Linked DNA regions of Hordeum vulgare: region 2 is linked to region 1. A link is a contact called in public Hi-C data. All regions are on one chromosome and are shown on one strand. Each heading gives the region's core, a stretch centred on a gene start, on an enhancer-like site or on the middle of the called end of the contact. The rest is flanking DNA. Distances are from core to core; before and after follow the strand shown. Region 1 holds the start of LOC123408184 (protein IQ-domain 26-like). Region 2 holds the start of LOC123427320 (derlin-1).

The links. A called contact is a pair of places that touch in the nucleus more often than the background predicts.
Region 2: a Hi-C map of leaf shows a contact between it and region 1, with 4 times the contacts expected there. The contact joins the promoter of LOC123427320 here to the promoter of LOC123408184 in region 1. A contact is called at or near these places in 2 of 6 Hi-C or Micro-C datasets (leaf and seedling) and 1 of 1 datasets of contacts at active chromatin or transcription factors (embryo).

What each region holds. Positions count from the first base shown.
Region 1 is chr1H:143,984,814-143,987,544 of MorexV3_pseudomolecules_assembly, reverse strand. LOC123408184 (protein IQ-domain 26-like) reads left to right here and starts at 1,253. Exons shown (of 4, transcript XM_045101361.1): 1 at 1,253-1,425; 2 at 2,377-2,731. The coding sequence starts at 2,427.
Region 2 is chr1H:144,694,239-144,696,938 of MorexV3_pseudomolecules_assembly, reverse strand. It overlaps LOC123427320 (derlin-1), which reads right to left and starts at 1,347. Exons shown (of 7, transcript XM_045111334.1): 1 at 1,210-1,347. The coding sequence starts at 1,226.

The sequences.
Region 1 (2,731 bases), core at 4-2,503:
AGAGCGATGGTGCAAATCTACGGGGGAGTACAGTATTTGTTTACCGTGATGATTCGCCTTTGTGGGCTTGCTTTCCTGTCTCGGCCGGAGGGTTTCAGCGTACTACATCTTCTTGACTGCGTCTCACCCGGTGGCCCGCCGGCCAGGTGTAGGAATTGATTCTCTTGGGTGGGTTCAAATTCGCATCATAAAGCGCTGCTTTGCTTGCTTGCTTGCTTGCTCTTTACCCCTGCCCCGGCCCTGCGGTGCCGCAGCAGTAACATTTCAAGTGCTAATCGATGGCCATTGCCCACTTGCGGACCATGGTGATTCTAGCTTCTGCACCAAGTCCACTCACCCGGTCCAGAAAACTGGATTAAAAACTACGTATGTATGCTACTTATACTCCGTTAATTACATACAATATGTATGTTTTTTTCTTAATCACATACAATATGTAATGATCGTGCCATTTTTGTACTGTTTATACCCCGAGGGCAAACGGATCTCTTTTTTGTTTTGTTTTTGTTTGATGCAATACATACGTACTACTCGGGATGAATACGGCATCCACAATCAATGTACTGTACCGCATGTCTGTCGTCACTAGTGCTGGTACACAAATAGCAGCCACCACACCAGCTGCTCAAATTTCCCTCCCAAAAACTAAGCAAGGTTCGAATTCAAAACCTACTCGATGGATCGAGCAGGACTAGGAGTACCTTCCAAGGGGAGCAAAACAAAGCGACCCACAGATGCACGGCCAGCGCCACGCTTTGATTGCATGCTCGCTTCTTGATGGCAAAAGGCATCATCATGCTTGCTTACGGCGACACACACACGTCGGTACGGTCGTACCATCCGTCCATGTAGCGCTGGGTGTGGGTTGGGTGCTGCATGTCATGTTACTTAAACATACAGTGTACGTAGTCGTAGATGCAGAGATGCACGTGTGCCCTGTTACCTGCATGTTAACACACGTAGACCCACATGCAGGCGGCAACATCATCGTGCACAACCACACCCAGACCTACAAGCGCAAGCACGAAGCATGCATGATGGCAACCATACGGCCCAATGCAAACCAACCAACCGCACATTTCTTTTCTTTCTTTCTTTCACCGTACGTTTTGATTATGGAATACCAATAAGCCTTGCACCTGCATTTTACATGGATGGATGGATGGGCTTTTCCCCTCCCCCTTTCACCTCTGACTACCTATTTAAGCAACTTTTGGCGTCACCTTTTGCAGCTGCAGCTTTGCGAGGCTAGCCAGCTGCAAGAAGGGAGAGAATCCGTAGGAGATAGGCATGCAGCTGCGTCTGTGCGGGTCTTGTGATCTTGTCCTAGCTTGTGACGTCTCCACGATCACTCATCGTATCTCAAGGCTCGAGGATATCTCCGTCCGTTGCCTATCGGCGATCGTGGGTGGTACACTCGTGGTGGTACGTGCGATCCATATGGCTGTAGCCCCTCTTTGCCATGCCTAGCCTAGCAGTGCGTTGGTACGTGGTATATGCGCGCAGCCATATGTGCATGCCCGCGCCTGCGAAGGAGGGAACAGTGACTGGGAGTCAAGCTTCTGTTCACTGAAGATGGTCTAATCTCATCTCCGCTCCAGCCACCCGTCTCTTGTCATGCGCTCGCGTTATTGAAATTTGCAGGGTTGCTTGCTCGATCTGGGCATGCATGCATTCTCTCTCTCCTGCACTGGGCCTGACCTACTGTTTGGAGTTTGGGGTCATGCATGCGTGTATTGTCTTGTTCCGTGGCCGCATCTCTCCTCCCTCGTGCCTCTGTTGGGCTTGGGTGTGGGCTTTTCTTGGCAACTTGGCCGCTGAGGGGCAGCGGCAGATGGCTTGCACTGTGCACTGGAGGCCCCGCCCCCCCGGGGTAAATAAAAAGATCCTATAGTATTGTTTTCCTTCTTTCCTCGTCAAGTAATAAGTTTTCGTTGCCAAAAATGAATGAATTCCGCTAAATGGAATAGTACTACGCCCTTGGTGCTCGAACTGGTCGCCTTTAAATTCCCTGTTTTTTCTTCTTCTACTACCAGTAGTATACTTTCTCGTTCGAGTCTTTTTGGGCGTACGCTGTCTCTTTTTGAACCTTGGGTCACCAAAATCTCATGCATGGCAAATGTCGCTTCCTTGGACGTCGCTAATCCATTTCTTTTTATTTCTTTAGTTAACGAGAGAGAGGGAGAGGGGACACGAGAGGGCCCCGTGCTAATATGCTCGGCTTTGTCCGCAAATGGGTGCCCTCATGGCGTCGCGTAGATAGCTCCCTTTTTATTTCCAACCCGACGCCATCCACGCGCCCCCTTCCGCTTCCCTCTCTTATTCAAACCTCCCATTCTTTTACTCACACTTGCCACTGCTCTCGTGGTTCACTAGCAAGCACACCGCCGCCTCTCGCCGTCCGGCCGGAGTCGTCAGGTCCGGCGATGGGCAAGGCGGCGCGGTGGATCCGGGGCTTCTTAGGCGGCGGCGGTAAGAAGGAGCAGAGCAAGGACCAGAAGCCGATACCTCCGGCAAGCAATGCCAAGCGTTGGAGCTTCGGCAAGTCGTCGCGGGACTCGGCGGAGGCCGCCGCCGTCGCTGCGGCTACGCCGGCGCACGGGGGCAACGCGGCGATGGCGAGGGCGGCCGAGGCGGCCTGGCTCAGGTCGGTGTACGACGAGACGGAGCGGGAGCAGAGCAAGCACGCCATCGCCGTGGCGGCGGCCACCCAAGCAGCGGCTGACGCGGC
Region 2 (2,700 bases), core at 98-2,597, 710 kb before region 1:
CTGAAACAGAAAAGGGGGCCATGACCTCCTGCTCCGGTATGAAAGACGAGCTCCCACTGTTGCCCATACATGTCACAAACTCACAAGGATAATCTCTTATATATACCCAGTGGCGAAGGCAAGAATAAATTTTAGGTGTGGCGAAATTTATGAAGGAGAAAACCATGTACAATATAGCAATGCATGAGTTTACTAAAATACTAACTAGGTATGTATTATTTTGTGTTCGGCAAGTACAACCAAAACCCAATACTAACCAAGTAGTTTCAACAACGTTCGGTGGGTGCTAACAAAATTTGTTCCAAAACAAGTTCAATTCCAATTATGTATCTTCCATATGTACCCCTCTATAAAGAAATATAAGAGCGTTTAGATCATGTATTCGTGTACAAACGTCTTATATTTCTTTACAGAGGGAGTACTTGCCCTCCCTCTTCAACGTTTTCTGCACACTAGCCCAGTCGCCCTCGCATCCTTGCTGTCTAGCCCGACTCACCGGCCGGCCAGCGGTCTCTATGCTCGCTGCTGTTGTGTTCCCTGCCGCATCCGCACATGATCACAATTGTTTCGACTTTTTGGGATTTTGTAACTGGCGTCAGATCATGTATTCGTGTGCTTAGTTCATTTGTGGGATCAAGTCATAACTCGCAAACCCAGTGATCGATGCATCAGGCCGTCCGCAGCAACAAGGCCTAACGCGCAATGAAACTAATCGGTTCAAAGTTTACATGTACTAGTATGTAATGTATACTAGGTGTATTGGCAGAAAGATTTAGGTATGGCAGCTGCCAAACCATGCCAGATACAGTACTAGCTGTGTGCAACACTACAGAAAGAAGCAGATCAGACCAACGAAATAACACAAAACGAACAGCGCTAACTCTCCAAGGTAGTCCCAATCCCGGACCCTTGGAACCCAACTAACACAACTAAATTCGTCACAAAAACATTTAATAACCTCACTAAAATACACTAGAGCGTGCCCCGCCGCACCCGCCCCCTCGCTCCCTTGCAACGCCAGCACAGTCCCATCCAATTAGCTCAAGCATGCGAAAATAGAGTACAATCCGAACAATACTACTCCAGTTTCTCCGTCAATCGCCCCACCCAAACCATCGATCCCAATAAGAATAACCGCATCTGTGCCTAGGAATTTGGGAATTGAGCAAAAGACGATGCGAAATTCCTGTATGATTCGAGAGGACTCACTCTCCGGGTGAAGACATCTCGTCGCTTGGGGGAGGGGCGATGGATTCGGAATTTCGGATGTTCTAAGTCTCGGCCTCTCTCGGGTCTCGTCGTCGGTTTCGTGCTCGCTTGGGCTGGGCGGACAAGTAGAATAAACTGGTAGTCGCTTGGCGAGACTTCCAGAGGGGGAAAAACCAGATGCACCGTCGGATCCATGATCGGACGCATGCGGGTGGTTCGGACACGTACGCGTAGGCTCTATGGCGCACGCCATTGGCCGGGGACGTGGCGAGGAACTACGAGCCGTTGGATTTATCGGACCTGGCGGTGGACGGTGGTAGGGAGAGTCTCACTCCTATTTTTTGAGGAAAAGGAGAGTCTTTACTTTTAGAAAATAAAAGTGTGTACTCCCTCCGTCCAGGTGTATAGGGCATGCGCGTTGTTCTAGGTCGTTAATTTAACTATTTAAATATATATTATATGTAATAAATAATATACCATTAGATTCATGTGAGGGTGTAGTTTCTGAATATGTAATTTTTATCACATATAATATATATTTAGCTAGTTAAATTGACAACCTAGAACTACGCGCATGCCTTATACACTTGGACGGAGGTAGTATGTTGTTTTGTCGGTACTCCATCATTAATGTAAATATTTACCTAATAATAAAGCTGTCATCGTTTTTGTTCACTTACGGTTGGAGTGATTTTGCAAAATGCCCTTATGGTATTAAGTAAATTAACTTGCAATCCACTAAATAAGTGAAAAAAATGTTATGTATTGCCCTGTCCCACCTGTGGACACGTTTGACAAAAAAAACACTCCCGAGTCGAGCAATCGCGCCTCCCACCTCACCTGGATCCGCCGTCGGCCCACATCCTCCGTCGTGTCGTCCTCCCCGCACTATGGCATGTCTCCTCTCCGCTACACCCTCCTCCCCGCACTGTGGTCTGACTTCTCTCGGCCGCGCCCTCCTTCCCATGATGTCTGAGTCCATCGCGCGTGGTTCGCCGACACCGACGGGCAAGCCACCGCGATCCGGGCCCATGCCAGCCGGCTCGAGCGAGCGCCACCGACCGCGACGAGATGCTCAACACGATGCGGAGGTTTCAGCTGCGGCCACCACGCTCTATGCCTCGTGAGGGAGTCCGGGATTAAGGGAGTCCTCGGGCCACTTATCCGTTCTTGTGGGTCGGACTCCTAGGCCGTTTGACCATCATTGGAGATACTAAAATCAAGATGGACTCTTCCGAAGACTTGGCGTGCAATCCAAGGCAACGTGGTGATGTGCATATTCCTTTCCTTAATGTAACTGTTGTTGTAGCACCCCTGGTATCTATATAAACCAGGGGGTCGTAGTTCATGGGAGGATTAAGCTCATTACGATTAGGGTCTCAAACCACAACATTCAATCTTGAAGTAGATCAACTTTGTACTTTGTGCTACTACATCAATACAATAAAAGCAGGACGTAGGGTTTTACCTCCATCAAAAGGGCCCGAACCT